Regions from separate parts of the Mus musculus genome. Here region 2 is linked to region 1. A link is a contact called in public promoter capture Hi-C data. All regions are on one chromosome and are shown on one strand. Each heading gives the region's core, a stretch centred on a gene start, on an enhancer-like site or on the middle of the called end of the contact. The rest is flanking DNA. Distances are from core to core; before and after follow the strand shown.

Evidence for each region. Promoter capture Hi-C pulls out the DNA fragments that hold promoters and counts their contacts.
Region 2: a contact with region 1 is called in a promoter capture Hi-C map of liver, with 2.9 times the contacts expected there. The contact joins two enhancer-like sites. A contact is called at or near these places in 11 of 39 promoter capture datasets (the HPC-7 cell line, cranial neural crest, embryonic stem cells and 4 more), 5 of 15 datasets of contacts at CTCF or cohesin (CD8 T cells, embryonic stem cells and pro-B cells), 37 of 484 Hi-C or Micro-C datasets (the AML12 cell line, the Ba/F3 cell line, the G1E-ER4 cell line and 8 more), 16 of 115 datasets of contacts at active chromatin or transcription factors (the HPC-7 cell line, the SCID.adh cell line, bone marrow-derived macrophages and 10 more) and 2 of 9 other capture datasets (embryonic stem cells and macrophages).

The regions. Positions count from the first base shown.
Region 1 is chr11:120,215,540-120,218,856 of GRCm38.p6, reverse strand. No RefSeq gene overlaps it. Among named protein-coding and RNA genes, the nearest start is that of 2900052L18Rik, 14 kb to the left of the region's middle. Within about 2 kb of position 1,761, at least 92 of the 459 cell types and tissues checked have an H3K27ac peak or open chromatin away from gene starts, as enhancers often do. A contact at or near this core is called in the Ba/F3 cell line, the HPC-7 cell line, the SCID.adh cell line and 5 more, where this site is marked.
Region 2 is chr11:120,303,838-120,307,328 of GRCm38.p6, reverse strand. No RefSeq gene overlaps it. Among named protein-coding and RNA genes, the nearest start is that of Mir6935, 42 kb to the left of the region's middle. Within about 2 kb of position 2,073, at least 315 of the 459 cell types and tissues checked have an H3K27ac peak or open chromatin away from gene starts, as enhancers often do. A contact at or near this core is called in the Ba/F3 cell line, the HPC-7 cell line, the SCID.adh cell line and 5 more, where this site is marked.

The sequences.
Region 1 (3,317 bases), core at 512-3,011:
GAATGTGTCCTGTGGGGCTGAAGCTGGGACGTACACTCTTACTTGGTCATAAGCTCTTGTTTGACTTATGGATTATCTTGGGGTTCTCTGGACAGACACAGCTAACATGAGTGACGCTGACACCTATGTTGATGTCCACACAAAAAAAGCTTGTTAACAGGACTTGTCTTGTGTGATTACGGAGCTGATAAGTTCCGCAGCACAGGGCGGCAGATGGTGCTGCGTATTGCGGCTCAGTCAGACTGGAAGAAAGTCCCTCCTACTCTCAGGTGGATCAGCAGTTTTGTCCCATTTAGTCCTTTCTTCAACTGATGGGATGAGGTCCTCCCCAGTCAGGAAGGGCTTCCGCGCTCAGTCTGCATGCACCCTGTCAAAGGATAACCTCACCTGGACATACCCTCAAAGACACACCCAGAGTCTATGTCTGGACATCTCCCGGCCCAGTCAAGTTGACGTAGAGACTGAGCCATGGCCTGTTAACTACAGCTAGGAGTGGGGCAGCTGGGTCCCCACCCGGAATCAGGATGTGTAGTAGTAGCCAATGGCTCTTGGCCGCGGTCAGCCTGCCATGCACTCTTCCTGAGCCTCACCGACTCAGATTGGTCTTTCTTAGCTTAGCCGTTCTAGGGAGTATGAAATAACATCCTCGGGAAAGCCTCCCTACCCTAATGATTGGAGAGGCCATTTCGTCACCTGCAGACAAGCCGTTTAGATGCCTTTCTGGTCCACAAAATGACTGCTTTGCTGTTTCTTACTGATTTGCGGCTTCGTATAGTATGGATGCAAACTCTTGAACAAACATCTCTCTGTCCATCTACTAAGGCACACAGAGGTGGAAGGGCATGAAGCTTACTCATTTACTCTCCTAATAGCCCCTCCAAGGTCTTAATGTCTCCCCTGCCCTGTGGTGCCAGGGATCAAGCCTAGGGCTTTGTGCATCGTTACGAGAACATTCTACTATGCGGCTACCCTACTACCATTTAAAAGTAAATTGTTACAGAGCCTGGAGATATAGCTTAGTGGTTAAGAGCACTGGCTGCTCTTCCAGAGGACCTGGGTTCAATTCCCAGCACCCACACGGCAGCTCACAAGCGTCTGTAACTCCAGTTTTAAGGGATCTGACACCCTCGCAAAAGCATATATACAGCCTGAAATCAGTGCACATAAAATAAAAGTCAATTATTAAAAATTCATTGCATTTATCTATTTGTGGGTCAGTATGTGTACACGTGCCAAATGCATGGGTGGAGGCCAGAGGACACCCTGCAGGAGTCAGTTCTCTTCCACCGTAGGTCGGGGATCCATTTCAGGTCATCCGGCGTGGTGGCAGACACTTTTACCCACAGACCCATGGTTTTCAAGTTCTTGTTCCATGAGGTCCAGTCTGGTTTTCATGGTTACTGCCATTGTTGTCCCGCAGAAGAAATCTCTGCGGAACAATGTCTAGAAAAGCTCCTGCCTTTTATTCTAGACCAAGGGTCTTACTTTTCACCTCTGGTCCACGATCCACTTCTAATTCTTTTTAAATATCTATATGATGCGGTGCTGGACTGGGGCAGTTTTCCCCTGTCACTGTCCAGCTGACGAGGCAGCCTGCAATGATGGGCTGTACTGCCTGCTGCACTGCAGTGGTCTTTGTTATAAATCAGCAGGTGGGGGAGGGGAAGCTTCCTGGACCCGCCTTCCTGTCCACGGGTCTATTTGACTGTTCCTGTGCCAATCATCTGGGCCTTTACTGGCTACTCAAAGCCCACCCACAGGTTTAAGCAGAGAGGCCTCAGGACAAGGCTGCAGGCGGGCTCCAAAGCTTATCAGTGGTCTGGCCCTGTGTGTCTATTCAGCTCCCTCCTTCAGCAGCCCAGTGGCTGCATTCTGGCCTCTGTGTGATCCTCAGGCAGTGAACTGAGCTGCAGGCTGGGCAGCTGAAGGCCTGACCAAGATCATGTTGCAGTTCCCAGGGGGTGGCTCTTCCACCTACCCTACCCAGGCAGGACCCCTAGCCCACCCTATTCCAGAAATGTCCCAAGCACAGCCTCTTGAGGTCTGTCCTGAGGAGGCAGCTGGAGGCAAAGGGCATGCCTTCCTATTCCGGCTGTGCAGCCAGCGAACTCTACGGTTCAGCCACAATCATTCATCTAGGGCCTGTGGGTCTGACATGTGGACAGGAAGAGAAATCCCACACGGAGCCAGACTCTGGGGCTTATGAGGAAGCAAGGGCCAGATTATGAACAAAGCACACACGTGGGGCTGCCATTTTAAGTCGTGCTGACATCTGAGGACAGCTGCAGGAGGTAAGGAGCAGGTCCCACAGGAATGAGGAGTGGGTGCTTCCGGAATAGCAAAGGCCCTAAGGTGTCCAGAAGGGAAAGGAAGCCTAGGTCTTCCCTTGGGTTAGGAAGGGGAGACGGAGGAATGATCACCTAGAGGCAGCCTCTGGATGGACAGAGTGGCTGAATCCCAGAGGTTCTTGAAGGCCACTAAAGCCTCTAGCTCTAGAATCAAAGATGGGGGGCCAGGGCAGGGGGAGAGAGAAGGCACTGGGGATGGGAAGGACCAGGGCCAGGAATGACTTTAGCACGATGTCTGGGGACTCAGGAGTGAAGGGGTTGGAGGGTGAGGTCACTCCTGCCTCTAGCGCTGGGGCTGATTGTCTGAGGGGTACTTCAGTAAGCTGTGGGTCAAAGGGGGTTGGAGCGCCTCTAAGAGATCTGGGCCCTGTGTGGCTGCCCACCAGACTGACGTCAGGAGCTGGTGTGTGAAGTGGGCCCTTCCCGCCAGGGACATGAACTTAGGGATTGGAAAGCAGGAATTCAGATCGGGTCATGGCAAGGGCGGGAAGGGACAGGATGGAGCCTCAGGGAGGAGGTCAGGGAGGGGACACCATGAGGCAGATCAGGGTGGCGTCAGAAAGCCTGCAGAGGAAGGCTTCTCTGGGAGGGCGTCACCCCAGGACCCCCAAAGGAGGCCTGAGCAGTGGCCCTTGGATCTGCTGTGGTGGCGGTTGGTGACTTGGACAGTCTCTCATATCTCTTCCTTGTATCCATGCCTCAAGCCAAGTCCCAGCACGTGGGTGAGGCTGACAGCTGTGTGGTCACCAAGCACCAGGCTGAATGAGGCCCTGGAGTTCCCCTCCCTGCCTCAATTTTCCCACACTTACACACGTTAAACAAACAAACAAACAATAAATAAATAAAACCTCTTTGATGACCACAGCCTGTGCATATGAGTCAACAAAAAATCATTTCCCCCACAGTTGCCGAAGCTCCCAGAACCGGAACAGAGGTGTGGGCAGGTGGTGCCGCTGGTGCAGGGGGTGG
Region 2 (3,491 bases), core at 824-3,323, 88 kb before region 1:
TTACCCTCTCCTCTGCCCGTCCAGACGCTATGCATTTTCCTCCCTTTGATGTGTCCTTCCTGTCGCTTGGTCCAGTGGCCGGGAGTCAGCCCACACATATGGCTCATGACTGGGCTGGACACCTACAGAGGCCTGTTCCCAGAGGCAGGCTAGCCTCATCTCCAGTTATTTCCTGTACTCTTGACCAACTCCCGATCTCAAGTTGGCCAATGCTCTCTCAAAGCCTTCTGGCCTGGGGCTCCTGCTTACTTCAGATCCTGCTGAGTACTCGCCCCTCCTGGGCTTAGGGAACCCAGTATCGGTTGCCTGACTTCAGATTAACATTGAAAACACCCTAGAGTGCTGCTACAGAGGACAGGCAGTTTGGTAGGTCCTAAGAGTGTCTGGGTGGCCAGCTGTGACTGCAGGTGACCGTAGCTAGCTCTCCTGACTCATAAAATGCACCCTTTTCCCACCAGGCATTTGAGGCTGTCTGAGAGCAGCCTGGACAGGAGGAATATGGTAGCAGCTTAGTCAGGCTCCCAGGCAAGGTCTGCTCCTAGTGGGCGACCCACACTCAGGATTCCTGATACTTCTACAATGGGCTTCCCACCACCCCGGTACACCTGGGAAGTCTCAGCTCCCGATGAAGACTTCCTGTTTCTTGCGGGGGGGGGGGGTGGCTGGAGCGACCTGGGAACTGTAGAGCTCCAAATGCCGGAAGCTAAGATGCCCAGGTGCCTGAGGGCACAGGAGCAGCACCATTCCCACACCAAACAGTCCAGCAACGTTCACTCTCTGACCAGCAGAGAGGTTCTCTGGGCTCAAAACAGCAGGAGAGGAATGTGCTTAAAACTTCATGGGGTGGGGATTGTCCTCCCCACCTGCCCCGCCAGACATTCACCATTCCCAGCCACCCAGGGGAAGAAGAGCCCACAGATGTAGCCTCAAATACCCCGTCCTTAGGACAGACACCTGCTAGAGGCCTGGGGCTGAGAGACCTTCCAGAACCCACTAGTGTCAGGCTGTTGGGAGGTGCAGTTCACTGTATCACTTGCTAGGAAGGCACTCTAAATTCTGATAGGGTCTTGTAGACGCCCGGTTCTAGGAGGGGACGTTGGAAATGCACTTCCACACCCCATACTCTCTCTCCTTCACCAACCTAGGCTTGAGCAAGAGCTTCACTAAGTCCACTCATGTTATGGGGATACTGAGGGTTCCCTGACTGACCCCGCACCCCACAGGCTGTGTGGACACTGGGTGCCTGTGTCCACAACCCGCAGCACTGTGGCCTCTCCGCAGCCACAGCTTTGCTGTGTAAAGGGCTGAAGCAGTTTCTAGATGGAGGGTGTTGGGACCAGAGGTCAGACCTGCCTGACTCCCTGACTCCCCCAGTTCAGCCTAGAAAGCTCTCTCTCTGGAGTTTTGCTGGCTCTGGGCTTCTGAGGCACCATTTTCCACTCCAGACAGAGTCCACTACTACCACTGACTGACTGAAGGTTTAGGAAGAGTTAGCACAGATGGGCAGTCAGGGCAGAAGTTCTGTCCCATTCCCACGGAGCCCGTGTGAGTCTTGGATAGGAACGGAGCTCATTCTGCAAACAGGATCAGGTTGGTAAAGATTCTCTCTCGCTAAGCAGTTTCCCACGTGGCCTCACTCTTAAGAAAGATCCAGAGCCCCTCTTCTATCACTGAATGTTAGGTTTTTAGAAACATTCCAAGCTTGCTGCCAGGTTGGTTCTGTTCTTCGCCACAATTCCTAGGAGACAAGGAGAAAACGAGGGTAAGAAACCCGGGAACGGAGAATGAAAGAGCTCGTCCAAGGTCAGACCCTAAGAGGGCTGCGTTGCAGGCGGCTGCTCCTAGTTCGCGTGTGCGAACAAGCGGGGGGTTCCGGGAGGCGCGCAGGGCCGGAGTGGGCGCGCAGGTGGCGGGGCCGGAGCGGGCGCGCGGCGCGGGCGCAAAGAACAAAAGGGCGCCCCACTCCCGTCCCACCCGCCCTCTCTTAGCCAATCGGCTTGGCCTGAGCAGCAGAGGCTCTCTAATTGGCTGCACAGCGACCAATCACACTCCAAGGCTGAGAGCCCCCCCCCCCGCAACCCCACGTGGGGTGATGTTCCTCGCTAGAGAAGGGCGGGGCACGGAGCTGGGCCTCGCTTGGCGCGCCTCGGGGACCTGACGGCGACCCGTGCAGCCCTGGGGGATCCCCTGCGGTCGCCAGTGGACCTCGTAGCCTCCGGTCCCCATGGGGGCGTCGTCAGGCTCCTTCGGCGCCTTGGGAGTGCAGAGCCTCCCGGATGGGAGGTGGTAGGGCAAACACGGGGTTGACCCCCGCTCTCATGGGAGGTGTTGGGGGATGCAGAAGAGCGCCACCTGGGTTTGGCTCGGAGGCTGAAGCTGGTGGGGTGGAGGAAAGGAAGACACGGTCCTGCTGTTTAGTGGCAGAGGCATCAGTTCATTCTTGGATGGAGTCCGGTTTTGACACCTCCTCTCATGCCCTGGGGACACAAAGAGAGGTGGCCTCTGTGCAAGCTTGGGGGCTAGTCCTCCCCAGGCCGTTTCCATTAGTCTCCCCTCCAAACTACTCCATGTGGAACATACTAGAATGTTTTTTGATACGGGCAATTGACACGGTCTTACATTTTTATGGCACCCTCAGACGGGACATTTGAGGAGAGTTGAATAAATGGAAAATACATGACTTAAAGGAGGAGATGTCTAGTACCCAAGCCGGCAACCAAGGGGAGCTGCCTCCACCCTAGACAGGGAGGGCAGTTGCAGTGGAGAAAGAGGCCCGTTTAGGAGCTGTGACCTTGGAAAGGGGACTCAGTGACCTGACAGGGAGGTGCTGGGTGGTGCAGCACCAGCTTGCCAGCGCTTCCCACTGGCCGAATGGAGGCCCAAGCTGGAGCAAAGGAACCCAGGCCAACACTGCCTGCAGCCATTTTCTGCTATGGGTAGGGAGATGGGGTAATGGTGGGGATAGCTGTGGTGGTGTGTCAGGGTGCTGAGGCCCAGCAACAGGAGTGTGTCCTGCGCTTGTACTCAAGTGTGAATAGAGTCTTAGGAAACATTGGGTTTCGTTTGTGAGCAGTAGGCATATGTAACATAGGTGAGGCCCTGAGGCCGTCCACCTGTGCAGCCTTGGGATGGATTGGATGGGACTGGGCAGAACCTTTGTTCCCACAGAAGACAGCCTGCAAGGCACAGAGTGGTCTCAGGGCAATAGTAGGGACCTAAACTCTGTCTCAGGGACTTGGGTCCTGCTTACTGGTGTCCTGGGGCCCCGCCCTGGGGAAAAAACGGGCACAGACCAGGCATGGAAAAGTTTGTGGTCCAGATGAAGATGTGCGGGAACCACAAGAGGTCTAGAAAGGCTCCTCACAAAAAAATGGGAGCCAAGGAGAGGTGTGGAGCTTGATGCGGCGTTTAAAGGCCGCTAGGACTTGGGTGGGGGGCAAGGCACAGAGAAAGGCGCAGAGCAGGGAGGTGATACCAGGTGTCCGGAGAAT